2 separate regions of the Zea mays genome follow, and region 1 is linked to region 2. A link is a contact called in public Hi-C data. All regions are on one chromosome and are shown on one strand. The core of a region is the stretch at or near the end of the contact, and the rest is flanking DNA. Distances in the headings are between cores, read along the strand shown. Region 1 holds the start of LOC100283683. Region 2 holds the start of LOC100281623.

What was found. Hi-C and Micro-C count contacts between places; a contact is called where the count stands out from the background.
Region 1: a contact with region 2 is called in a Hi-C map of leaf mesophyll, with 2.8 times the contacts expected there. The contact joins the promoter of LOC100283683 here to the promoter of LOC100281623 in region 2. A contact is called at or near these places in 5 of 25 Hi-C or Micro-C datasets (ear, endosperm, leaf and 2 more).

Annotation. Positions count from the first base shown.
Region 1 is chr4:6,261,455-6,268,453 of Zm-B73-REFERENCE-NAM-5.0, reverse strand. It overlaps LOC100283683, which reads right to left and starts at 2,426. Exons shown (of 12, transcript NM_001156584.2): 1 at 2,078-2,426; 2 at 687-748; 3 at 315-417. The coding sequence starts at 2,245. It overlaps LOC100272411 (Monosaccharide-sensing protein 2), which reads left to right and starts at 3,656. Exons shown (of 6, transcript NM_001352924.1): 1 at 3,656-3,833; 2 at 6,645-6,764; 3 at 6,875-6,999. The coding sequence starts at 6,686.
Region 2 is chr4:5,888,639-5,896,005 of Zm-B73-REFERENCE-NAM-5.0, reverse strand. LOC100281623 reads right to left here and starts at 1,258. Exons shown (of 2, transcript NM_001154542.2): 1 at 946-1,258; 2 at 499-839. The coding sequence starts at 1,197. The coding sequence ends at 750. LOC100285190 reads right to left here. Exons shown (of 8, transcript NM_001330594.1): 8 at 7,115-7,367.

The DNA.
Region 1 (6,999 bases), core at 1,177-3,676, 370 kb before region 2:
CATCAGATAAAAGAAAACTTATCAAAAAGTGTTGAAAGAAATAATCAAGGATTTAATTCGTCAAAACAAGAGCCAAAGAAAATGAAAATCTGCAAAGCATGTTACATGGTCTGTAACTCTGTATTTTCATGGTAACTAGACTTGAGACATACGGGGAAAGCAAAGCCAAAAATCAGATGTGAAGAGCAATCTGAAAAGGCAGCCACAATTTTACAGGTGAGTGGGCGAGTGGGTGTTGGGGACAGGTGGGGTATGGATTTATCTGTTACAAGCTATCTATAGTCATTTTTTAATTAAAATAAAGAAAGATCCACCTTTTCTTTTCTGATGAGCTTGCACCCTTCTACTGGACCAATGCTTTGGAAGACTTCCTGCAGTACTGTGTCCGTCACTTGAAGATGGATATTGCCAACATACCTATTGAGAATGTGATCGATGAGCACAAAAAAGATAAATGTAGAAAAGGTAGTCAACATTATTTTGCAGAATTACAGCATGCAGGGGCAATATGATCTATAACATTGAACACAGAACATTCTGCATAAAGGCCTTGTTTCATTTCGACCATTTAGAAATTAAGGGGTCAGAAAAGCCATATTTTATGTAGATGTTCTTAAAAGAAGAATTTAGAACTATAGCAGTCCCTAGGGTATAAGATCAGAGAAAGAACAACTTCCAACACTTACACGCTGCGGCATGTACTTGAATCAAACCCAGGAGGCAGGTTTCCACTGACTATGGGCTCTATCTGCAAAGACATACAAGTGTAAGCAAAAGGTTCTATGAAGAACAGAGATAACATCTATGATTTCATAACGCAGTTCGCATTTGTCTTAAATGAAGAAAACTGGAGCCAGGCAAACAAATAAGTGAAACTATACCCACAAATAACCCAGTGAAATCATAAAGATAAGGGTGCACATGGATCGGACACAAACAGATATCACTAATATTACATTTGTTTCCAGATTTCTATTCGGATTCGAATATGGATAGTATCAACTAGCTATGTCGGATAGGATACGAATGGATATCGACATCATAAATATGTGATTTATTTGTTCTGATATGGATGCGGTATCGGATGTTAAACATCCAGACTCAAATACGAACGGATCTGAACTCCTCTAAACATATTCTATGTTCAGAAAATATACGTACCATTTGCACCCCTGATACAGGAAACACAAATTCACCGTACAAGTACACTTCTTTATGATATGATTGATTGATAGAGCAGAAGTATATAAAACATAGGGGGGCAGATTTCTAACCTACCCAGCCTTGCCAGGAACCCACTTTCACCTTAGGACAATTTGCACCAAAACTGTTAACATTGAAACGCCCAATGTGTTTTGCAATGGAATCCCTTTCTGCATCCCATAAAGCTCTACCGAAATCACGCATTCAGTTTGTAGCCCGACGATGTTGCAGTTTGCAAAAGTTCAAAGTGGCTCCTTTGCTAAGAAAAAGGAACTGACAATCCTGACTCCTCAAACACCACTGCCATAGTCCAAATAATGAATATCCGGACCATACTAAAGCAAAACCTCCAAAACTGGGAAAGTGTGCACCACTGAACATACATATTATCTTTTTGGGGGAGAACAATAAACTAAAAGTGAAACCAAAAAGATTCGGGCATCACAATACTCGGCCCATGCACATAGTGATACAAAATTATCTTAAAATTACCAACGAAGCAGAAATTTAAATTGTTTTCTGACACGCACGACCCGCATCGACGATCCCAGAATCGTGACAAATGGCCGCATCCACAACGAGGATCCCAGAGAATCGCGACAAATGGCGATGCGATTGACATAACCGACCGCAGAACACTGCTACTAAATCCCAAAATTCCAGCGGAAACCCGCAACCTCGGAACCCCAAACAGCCCTTGCGGATGGAAATCCACAAACCCGATTCGAAGCTCCCGAACCCCGCCGGCTGCCTTAAGCGCGGAAAACCCCCAAATCGTAACCCCATCAATCGTAGATTCCACAAAAGCCACGCCCGTCACCCGTCACCCGTCACCGGAGAGACGAGAAAGAGGAATCACAGAGAATTGCCCCACCTGTGGTGCGGCGAGGAGGCCGGGGTGCGGGTGGTGCCCGGGGAACAAGGGCGGCTGCGCCTGCGACTGCTGCTGCTGCTGCAGGAGCAGTGCCTGCTGCATCAGCTGCTGCTGCTGCGCCGCGGCCGCGGCCGCCGCCGCCTGCTTCATCCGCTGCTGATGGTGCATGCCGGCGGGCGATCGGCCGCCGGTCCCCGGCGATTATTAGGGTTCGTCGGAGCTCAAAACCCCAACGGGGGAACGAGAAAAGGAAGAAAAAAGAAAATAAAAAGAAAATAAAAACGAAAAAAGGAAAGAAAGAAATAAAAATAACCCTCGAAGCCGAGGGGAAGAGAAGAATGAAAGCGGAGGCGTTGCGGCCTTGCGGGGTGACCCGGGCCGCGGGTGGATATTTCCACGGGCGTGCGGGATTTTCGTTTCGGACCCTTATGTTGTCGTGATCTCCAACCGTGCCCTGTCCCCGGAGTGTGTTGTGTCAATGGGTGAGTGGATGCTCGTTGCGGTTGTGGAGAAACTCGAGGGGTAGAGTGCAAAGTGTGCGTTCCTGTGGGCGCAGCACTTGAGCCAGATGACCGAGATACCGGTGTTTGGTAAACATGGACCATTTTTTAATGGAAAGTAGTTTATTTTCTCTTGATATTTTTCCAAAAAATAGTTTATTTTTTATTGAGAAAATAAAATCCTTTTATGCTCCGTTTGAATGTTACATAGAATTTGATTGGATTCAATACCAAATCAGCCATAATATTGAAATGGAATGTAATTCTAATTATATTGTTTGAATGTCACTTAATTGGAGTTTGAAATCATGTGGTCCAATTACACGCAATACAAAGGGGTGATGTTTTATATTGCGATATAGAGTTTCTAGTTGTAGTCTAATTCTAAGGAATTGAGTCTTTGGTTTTAAAATCTCAATTCCATGTGCAACAAAACAGTAGAATTCTAGAAAGCTAATTCCAATTTCTAATTTTGTGTTCCAATATCTACATCAAAACGAGGTATTATGCATTTGGATGTCGATATTAGAGAACATGGAATTGAATTGTGTTTAATACCAATCAACCATGGTATTGAAGAGATGTAATTACAATTTGGATGTTGATGAATTGGAGTTTAGAATTGTGTCGTTTAATTCCACGCAAATACGCAGGGGTGAGACTATGTATTGAGAGCTGGAGTTTCTAGTTATAGTCCAATTCCAGAGAACTAAGTCTCTAATTCCAAATCTCAATTTTGTGTGTAATCAAATAATAGAATTTAGGAAAGCTAATTCCCAATTTTATACTCTAATATCGATATCCAAACAAGCTATTACGAAAATAGAGTTTCCAAGCTAGCCCTGAGCGGAGATTAAATCCTCTTCCATTCATTCAATTTTAAATAAAGAAGTAATGTAATCCTATTTAATCCCATTCGATCAACTCCTAGCCAGCTGCCACCGATCCAACGCATGTAGGTGAACTCAGCGCCGTTGATCCACCAACGGACGGCAGGGCCGCAGTCCAGCAAATCTACCCCCTACCCCAGTTTTCTCTTCTCCCCTCGCTCTCTCCGTGTCTCCATCTCTGCTAATCTGTGCAACTAATCATCATCGTCTCCAGTCTCCCTAGTCCCTGCTGCCGCTGCCGCTTGTCGCTGACGCCGTCGCGTATCCTCCGCATCTAAGCTGCCGGCGGCGACCAAACCCGCCCCGCCTCTCCTCCGTCCGCCCCCGCACCAGCTGGTTCCCTCCCGTGAACTCGCACGCTCACAGGTGATGATTTCTCCCTGTTATTCCCCCCTGTCTCGCGTCATTTACTCATTTTGGAGTGTCGATTGAGGAAACGCTTGATCTCCCGTGGCTGTTGCGGCGTCGGAGCACGGGCGGAGATGAATCCTTGCCTGTCCACGCCTGCTTGTGATAGTCTGTGCCGACGGGTATTTCCGACACTATTTTGGTGGGCGTGGCTGTAGATCATAGTCATACTGGACGGGATTGGTAAGATCCTGATATGGTACTACAGTATATAGATAAGGAAGTGGAAGAAGCCCAGCGTATCGTGATATGGATTGGCTTTTGGGGCTCCCTGCCCATATTGGTAAAACTAGTTGGCCGTTCGTGCTTCTGGATGAACCTTGTGTTTGCAATCGGGAATTATAGCAGCACGTGCCCATCTACAATCAGTTCACAGTGCACACTATGCCTACCTGTACTGCACGCTTGTGGATTTCTGTATGCCGCGCCATGTGCTTCGGCTGACATTTGATGGAAGAAAATGGCGAAACCACTTGTGATTCCTCAGGCCAGGTGATCGAGGTTAAAAACGAAGAACTGTATTTGATGTGAGATGGGCCAATCAGCCGACATTCGTTGTATGACTTGGATTGGGTTTCTCAAATGTTTCTGTACCCCAGTAGTTCTATTTCTACTTTTTTGGCGGGATATTTGATTTTACATTTGTTTGTAAATTCTGTCTGAATGTGGGGTCATATAGTTGAGTCGATTTCCGTAAAGATCAAACACATATTCTCTTAGAGAGATGGGAGATAATTAAGAGCATTTCTTGTGGACAATGCTGATGGTTGATATTTGAAATACAGCTGACTACATTGATTTTCGTTGGTTCACCATTGCTCGTGATAATTACAAATGCTACTTAATTTGCTGAGTGTTTTTAATCGAACCCCTATTATTAGAAGGCCATATCTTTCCACTTCTCCACTGGGGTTATTTTTATCTTGTTTTGACTTCTGACAGGTGTTCCATACTTGATACTTTCACAAATAGACAAAGTTGATCCCATTCCAAATATGTTTTGACAAGTATTGTGTTTTACACCCAAAAAGTATTACTTCTCCTAATGTCTGTACCGTACTGTGCATGCTGTCTTTGATTTTTTTATGGCATACCCTCCATGCATATCCTTCAATACACATCTTGCGTTGCATGCTCTGCAGGGTTGGTTGGATCAGCAATTTTTTACTGATTGTTGGGGCCATTTTAGCTGTTGTGACTTTGCCCTTTGTTAGCTAAATATTGCAAATGGGATAAACAAACAGAAAAACAAAGAGCTGCAATGGATCAGTCATGCTTCTAAATGCTCGTGATTGCCTCATTTCTAGGGTTTAAATTGTCAAGCAGCTGTATAATAATATGTTTAGACAACAGTAGACGGAGAAAACTCATGTATCTGAGCCGTGTATTCCTGATAATTTAACATATTTTTCTTTAAATTCCGTGGACCCGTCAGTCAAGAGAACTAATGTAAACATGGAAACTTTGCAGTTGCACTTGGCAGTAGTGGCTTGGAATTGGTGGGGACTTTTAGAGGTGATCAGCATGATGATGTAGGTGTAGGGTGATTGGTGTATTCATGTTTGTGTGTGCACTTGGGTTTTGTGAACTTGCATGAGTATCTTATATATTTGGGTTTGGTTTCACCAGGGCAGATTCTCTGACTATAGATTGAGAATGGGGAAAAGGGGGAAATAATTGGTATTTTACCACTCAAAACGTTGCCTCATTGTTATATTTGCCACTGTGTCTATGAATTGTAAGTCCATCTGAGTCTGAAACGTGGGTCTGCTGGCAATTTTGCGAACCTGTTTCATTATAATGGCAAATATCAGATTCTCTCGGAAAATGGGACAAACCTGGTGTGGGAAATGGTATGGTGCTGCATGATACTGGCAAGCATCAGCGAGCATGATAGACTGTAAATTGAGATGACAGTGACGTAATGGTGGCAAGTTAGAGGAGTTGGATCCGCTGGGTGTGAGCCACAGGAATGACAGGATAGTGGCAGTTGAGGTGTGAGAAGGATTTTACAATTGACAAATGTGAGAGGAGGATTCTCCGATGGAGTCATTCAGAGTTGGAGTAATCTATAACACAGTAAAAAACTTCACTCAAATGCTCCCTGAACACATTCTTGTCATATATCTCTTTTATTGTTTATTCATTTGCATCTGGTTCCACCTTAGGGCATGTCCGTTTTAATCTCAATCCATGTGGATTGAAGGGGATTGAGTGAGTTTAAATCCCTAGCAAGTCAAAAAAATTCTTAATTTTTTCCAATTCCCTCCAATCCCTATGGGATGGAAATAACCGAACAAGTCCTTAATGTGGTCTACTGGTAACTGAACTGTCAAAGCAGGATATTTTTACACACATTTTGAAGAGTCCTGATATATTCTGCTTGTTGTGCATTTAATCATGTATGCTGCCTTTCAGAGTGCCTTTTCTAGTATCAATCAAATGTGCTGTCACTATAGATGGAATCAAAGGTTATAACTATTTTTGAGATGTAAAACTGAACACACTGGAGAAGTATCTAAAGTTTCTTATAACAAATGACACAATTACCACACGTAAGTTTATGACATAGCTATATAACCTGCTAATTTTAAAACAAACGAGGGTTCATATGTTGTAACATAACTGGTGTAGTGACTGATGGGTTTGTAGACAGGCAACTGTTTGTCTAACTTTGAGATGAGAAGTTCAACTGGTTGCCTTAAAAAAATTAACTTGACTGGATTCTATTTTAAGCAAGTTTTTTCTCACAGGTTTCATATTTTCTAGGTTTTATAATTGTTTGCAAAAGGGCTATAGTACTTGATGAGATGAAGTCAACAGTGTTTTCAACAGCTGTTGTTTCTATTGGGTATGCATTGCTTGGATGGGATTTTGCAGCATTATCAGGTATTTTTTAATTTTGTGCTCTATTGATTGTCATTATACATTAATTACCTCCATTAGAGATCTCAACTATCTTACAACCATGCTAACCATGATTTTTTATCATCTGACAGAAGCTAATCATCATATGGAAAAAGAATTTGAATTGTTGAATGGACCTTCTATTGAAGGTATAACATTAGCAGCCTCAACATTTGGGGCTATTGTGATAACAATATTCTCTGGCGCGCTATTAGAT
Region 2 (7,367 bases), core at 9-2,508:
ACTCTGGGTGGAGTAGCTCTGTTCTAGAACTTAGACTGTATCTCATAATCGGTGGCAGTCACGGGTAAATAACTCAAAACTCCATGACTAGGTTCTTTTGGAGTTTTCGGAGCAGTAAAAGAGACTCCATAGAGTTTACAACTCTAGAGTTAGAGTGTTTGATATGCCCTGACCAGCTTCTTCTTGAAGTTTTGCTCTAGAATCATGTCAAACAGGCCCTAAATCTCGAGGTCAAGTTGTGCTAAACTTGGACTCTGCAGTAGTGAGGTGGTTTAGGCCACAGAATTCTGCTTACAGAGGTGGTGTGGCATCTTATTTCACAAGAGAGTAGGCGCAGGATATGAGAAATTTTGGAACCTGAGATGGTCAAATGAGATGTTCTGCACCTAGTATTCAAGCGTAAACCTGAATTTGTAGTGGACACACGTGCTGAATTTCAAGCGTAAACAGAATCTGGACCATTATTAGCATGTGAACAACTTAACACATGTTCTCAACTTCTGATGAACAACATGCAGGACAAAGTCAGTTGATGACACACACACATACAGGCACTGATGAGACGACCGACCCCAACGAAATTGCAGAGATACACATAAACATTTCTAGATTACAGAGGTACACATGAACATACATTTCTTCATGGAAATTAACTTCACATCCAGCAGGTCACGATGGACTTAGTAAAAATCAAGCTTCCCAAGCAGGCGGTGCTCCGAAAAGTCTGGGCGGAGAAGGTGCCCATCACATCACTTGCTCCCGGGAGGTCCGCCGCCGAAGAGGTAGCCGAGCGACGAGCCGCCGCCCGGCGCGGCGTGCACCTTGGTCGACGGGCGGTCCTGTGGGCCACGCCGTGGCAGAGGAAGGCAACGATGTCAGGAGCGCAGAGACAAAAGGGGAAGAGGAAGAATAGGTGGCCGGCGACTGGCTGTCTGGCTGGCTTACCGTGAGGAAGTTGCCGCAGTTCTGCCCCTGCGCCCGGAAGTAGTTGTTGGTCTGGCTCTGGTTGCCGCGGACGCCGGCCGGGATCCCCTTGAGCTTCTCGCCGTCTGCTGCCGCCGGCACCGGCGCAGGCGCAGGCGCCGCCGCAGCCGGCTTGGCGGGCGCCGCGGCGGCCTCGTCGCCGCCGCCGCCGCCGAAGAGGTAGCTCAGCGAGCTCTGCCCGCCCCCGTAGCTCACGCCCCGGCCGCGGCCCATCCTCCGCCTCCTCGCTCGCCGCTCGACTAGTCCAGCAGGCGAAAGGAAGCTGCTTTGCGCTTGCAGTGCCACCTTGGGTCGCCGGAGGCAGGCGTCGCTATTAATAGCGGCACGCCGCGCGACCACCGGGGCGGGCGCACCCGCATCGCGGCCGTCGGTCTCGGGGCGCTCGCGGATCGGACGGCGAGGACCCGCGTCGGCGTCGGTGCGGGGTTGGTGGGGCCCGCGCAGGCGGCGGTTCCAAAATTACAGATGCGGTTGGCGGCGCGTCGCCATGGCTGATTGGGAGAATGATGGAGGGGTGTTTGGGTGGCCCCCACTGACGAGTGAGTCACTGGTCTGACCTGACGTTACCCCGGTCGTTGGGTGCACGAGGTGACGCGAGTGATCAATAGAGGAACGTCTCCGCCAGCAAATTCGTGACCGGAAGATAGAGTAGTTCATCTCAGCAGAGATCTCTTATCGTATTCTCTACCTCATCCTATATTTTAAACTTCACTCTGGATCTACTGTGTATTTTAAGGCCCCGTTTGGTTACCGCGGATTCCATTTCGGTGTGGAGGTAATAAGGAAAGCGGTGTGACAAGGGATCTTCGTCGAGAAGTTGGGAGTGGTGATGCATACGATAACGTTGGCTCGAAGGGGCAAGCAGTATGGAGAGGGGAGCAGTTGGTTGGACGAGGGAGCGACAAGTGGAGTGCGGAGGGAATGCAGTGGAGGACAAAGGGGTGTCGGCGAGGAGGGACCTAGCACTTGAGGAGGAAGCAGTGCCGTGGAAGGGAAGCGGTACTCGAGCGAGGGAGCGACAACGTGTAGGAGCAAGCAGTGACGAGGAGGGAGAGGTGGTGCGAGGATGGCCGATCCGCGACTTCAAGGAGGAAGCAATCCTGTAGAGAGATAGCAGTGGCTTCTAGGCGAAGCGAAATGGCCCTCCAGATCGCAGGCGACACAGTGAGCTGGGGGAAGGAAGCGAAAGAGGAGGAGCAGTGATGTGGGAAGAGAGGAAAGAGAACTTGATGGTTATATGAACAAAAGGATGCTCAAAGGGGAGAACCCACGGATATGCACGACTTCGAGCGAGGTCGTGCTTTTGCGCAAATGCATGTGCAACCTACTGGATTAGTGAATAGAGTGCTTTTGTTGTGTATTTTACGCATCCATGACCGTATGCAAGAGCTAATCTAGAATGAGGATTTGAATTTCAAATGTCTTCCACACCAAAGCAAAGCCATAATATGGACACATGCTCAATTGGAGTCGGCAAAGCCTTTGGATCCCCATTCAATTAAACATTTTTTCTTTGGATTGTATGGATTAATTGACCTTCATTTATCATATTTCCCTGCCTCTAAAACCTAATGTTGTTGTTGGTGAATGGGTACAAACTGAGCGAAGAGAGGAGCATAATTATCAAGGCAACAATGTATAATGTTTTGAGCTAGAATCATCGTTCTTTACTATTGATCAACATTCTTTTTATACAACACAATTACAATTTTGTGCATATTTTCTTTGCTCTTACCTATCAGGACATATTCTTTAATATCCAAGTTTACAAGATTTAGCATCTCAAGGATATCAAGGGCCTTTTACACGCCAACCACCTTTGATCGTGGACCTTTATTAAGCCAAGGTGAAAGGCCATTAAGCCTTCATTTAGTCTCATAAGACATGGCTCTTCTGAATGTTCATTGTCTCTACCGGATGTCCTCAACATGGTGGTCTCTGACAAGATCGATAAAGGCCCTTAGTGCGACAATCTTATCATCTTCGTCAAGCCTTCGACGAGATCGGTGAAGGCCCACGACATGTCTGTCTTGTCATCTCCTAGCAAGCCTTTGGCAAAGGCCCTTAGGGTGTGGGATTTGTCATCTCTGAGCAAGCCTTCAACGAGATCGGTGAAGGCCTTAGGGTGTGGTCCCATGATTAGGCATTCACCAAGGGTTTGATTCAATGAAGGCTTTCATTCAGAGCCATTCCTCAACCTATCATGGTGAAGACTGCGTTGCCTCGTGTCTTTCTTTTGATACACTGTCATGGAATAATTTTGCGCTCATTATGAGCTTCATTGGGAGAAGAGCTTGATGATGAATGAATGCTTGTAGTATTGTCTCTTGTGTTGACATTCATCTTCACTTCAACGAATCAACCTAAGTCTTGGTTATTGTAAGAGCCTTGGCCTTGCATCTCTTTTTCTTATCTTTGGGTGTGGTTTTTGTTCAGAGTCATCCCTTAGTCCATGTTCGTGGTGAAGCCTTGTCTACCTAGCACTCACAAAAACTTAGAGACTTTGGTAAAAGCAAAGTAGGGAGTTGGTGGTTCCAGGACTTTGTGTTTCAATTGTTAGATTGAGAGCCCCTTGCCTAAGCCCTCACTCTCCAACAATCATTAAACCTTGTAATGTGATAACTACAAGAAAATACAAGCATCCACGGAGTAGGCATGCTCTACCGCGGAGAATCTAAAAGCATATTTCACACTTCTACTTAAAATATACCTCGTATTAGGTACCCTTTTTCAAATGATATTGTTACCTAAATATGGTCCTCCAAATCTTTGAAATATTTAGATGAACTTGTCTCTCTCTCTTTTTCCTATTTATTCTCTTTCCTCTCCTGTCTGTATACCTCACTCTTGATCTATGGTACACTAGACGAAGAGGGTTGCTCTCCCTCGGGTTACACCCCCTGCCATATGTCTGCTCCTGCATTTGACAACTATGTGGAGGAGGCTTTAGACATAGGGCACCACTAGGAGGAGGATTGTGCAGAAGAGTGGGTCTAAGAGGAGGGCAATTAGATGGAGGTGATGATGGACTAGAGTTGGTAGCACGTATGATGGTGTGGTGCAGGGGCAGAGGCACAGGGTGGTCCCTATGTGCCAGGTACCAGCCTGACCCAAAGCCCATTAAATTATAGATATTACATATAAAAAATATTGTAGCCTTCATATTGACTCTCGTGGACTGCGATCGTCTACAACTTAAATATTACAACATTCGTTACTTGCCGAGTTTTACCATAATGAAATTAAAGGTTTCGACTTGCTAAGAATTGAATTGCAACACAGAAACTATATTTACGATATGAGAAAAGATGATATGTTCAAAGGCCTAAATAATCTTGTTGACCTTTTTATTAAACTTGTTGAAATAAAGAGGGACAAAGTATATCATTGGGTGTACATGCTTCTCAAACTAGTATTGCTTCTACAACTGACAACAACAAGTGTAGAAAGAGTATTTTCTGCAATGACCTTTGTCAAGAATAAATTAAAAAACAAGACAATGTATAGTCTTTTGGATGATTGTTTCGCCATTTTTGTTGATCGAGGTATTTCTTTACAAGTGGGTGAAGACGATGATGTTATTAATAATTTCATGGCTATCAAGAGGCGTAGACCTAACAAAAAATAGCATTGTATTATTTCTTAAACTATAATTATTAGTATGTAAGATACAATTTTTATAACTTTTATTTTTGAGATGTTAGATGATTGTAAGACCTTTTTATTTGATCATATTTTTATTTACATGTGTGTTACACTTATATTGTTAAAAATATTAAACTAGACCATCCATTACTAAAATCCTAGCTATGCCACGCCACTATCGTGGTAAAGGATGAGTGTCGACATGATAATGGATTGGGCATGGTGGCGAATAGGGTGACCAGCAGTGACTCATGAACTCTAGCAACAAGGCGATGGCACGACAATGTGACAGGGCAACAACATGACACTCAATGCAGGGGCGTGGTGGGTGAAAAACATACTTGTGGGCTTATGTAGTTTTGTTTAGATAATCAAACATTCTTCCAACCTTTTATCATTTGGAGATGGTACATAAAAGCATCTCCACTAGTTCTCTAAAAAGTCTCTCTAAACTTAGATTTAGCAAGTTGCTAAATACATATTGGGAACAAAATCAACCTTAGGCTCCAAAAGTTCCCAATTCTTAGGTTGTTAATTTTTTAAAAAAATTATGCTAACTCGGCTTTTCTAGTTATTACTTGCAACTTCAAATTTGGGTTCATTTGTACGATATAGTTCAATAATCATTGTTATTGTCTTTATTAATATTTTTATTCTGTATGAATCACAGTTGGTCGTTTTCCTCTAAATTTTTGGAAGAGTTGTCTTTAGAGGATGTTGAATTCATCCTTTCCACAACTCCCATTATTCAAAGTGCATCACTTGTACACGTGTATAGACTAGATGATGTGCAAATGTTTTATGGTGTGATTGACGAGCGAAATAGGTTATAGAGAGTGCACAAGAGGCCCATAAGTCTGGGAACTAAATAGGGGTATTTAGAAAATTAATATATTTGAGGACCTCATTTAAGAAACTGGTGAAGGATGATTTTTAGTAAATAACACCCTAAATTAATTTTAGGGACCTTTTTTGGAACTAGTGGAGATGCTCTAATAGTTAGAGAACTCAAGCCATAAACCGGAGTCATGAGGCTCAAATTCTCGCGTCCAAGAGAGGGAAAAAGGAAACACAGTTCAACCCAACATAGGTGAAAGACTAGAACTTAGAAAGAACTAAGGGTCCTTCTCAGACAGCTCCAACTTCAGCTTCTCCAAAGATAATCACCCTTAACTAAGGGTACGTCTGAGAGAGCTCCAACCTCAGCTTCTCCAACGAGAGCTGAGAGCTTTAGAAAACTTGTTTTGCCCTGCTCCCTATTATATTCTAATGGAGATCAACGGAGAGTCTATTTGCATCACCTCCCTGCAGCAACTTGTTTTTTTTCCACTATACAAATATAAAGTAGGGTCCAAATATACTGGAGGTGCATTTAGATAAAGGGTAGCCTATTACACATATTCTAACCGGCTAATCTATCTTTAGTTTGTCTTTTTAATTGGAGATTTCGATGTCAAAACTCTTATATTCAACTATTCAAGCAAGCCCTCGATGTAAACTGGATATGATGTTACATCATCTTTTAAAATTGCGGTTTGAAATCTGCCGAACTTTGTCGATCTCAGCATGAGACGAAAATCAGAAAATGAAACCCAAGCCAGGTCCCAGCTGAAGCTGATGATGATGCTAGTGGGGTGCTGCCAGAATAGTTTGATACGGCAGGTGCAAAGCTGATGAGGTTGAAAGGCCACAATTGGTGGCTGATAGCTTGTGTGGTTGGTGAAAGCATCGGAGACCACAGGTTGGGGAAAGCGACGTGCCATCTGCTACTCCTAGCGCGCTCTCTCTCTCTCTCCCTCAAAAAAAAAAAAAAAAAAAAAAAAAAACTGCTGTTGCTAGCTGAACCATGCTATTCCGAGAGTTAGGTGTTCTATCTATAGCCAAAAAAGAATAAAAGAGCAGAGGGAAAGAAAGAAAGAAAGAAAAGAAAAGAATTAGGTATTCTATCTTTAGCCAAAACGAATAAAAGAGCAGATATAGATAGGAAAAGAGATAAAGGCAAGAAAGCATTAGGTCTGGTGGAGGAATCCATAGCCTAATGACCGTGACTATTAGCTGAACCATGCTTAGTGATGACATATGGAAACATATCTCAATTGCATGATATGTTGGTGGACCACTACTGGTATTCTTTTTTTAAAAAAAACTTACTGATCTGTAATTAAAAAGATGAACTTTGTCGGCGTAGCCTACTGTGTAGCGCCTGTATTTTATTCAGTGCTGTGCATCACAATCTGCCTTTATGTGCTAAAAGAAAACAAGATACCGTAATAGATATTGCGATCGAGTGTAATGATTTTACCAATAGTGCAGTTTCAAAAGGTCGACAATCTGTTTCCTGATGGAAATGTCTGCAGCGTACCAATCAAGTTCATGAGAAATACCAATCAAGCTCATGAGAAACCAACGAATGGTGCGAATCAACAAGTCAACAATACTTGCATAAACGACGGTGTGAATCAGACAGCATGTGAGCATTCTTGGCTCAATCCAACAATAATACTTGCATAAACGACGGTTCGAATCCGGCGCTTAATAAACTGTGATGTGATTCATTAATCACTCACATACTCAACATTTGCTTAGAGGACAATTTCACTGACAACGTCGGAACACAACCTCCGCATTCATGGTTCAGGATCATACAAATAATGCGGGAAAACAAATAAAAAAAATACTTTACAGCCGGGTAATAATTCAGTTTATCTCCAAGAATTGCTAGTGAAATCTACAGCTTT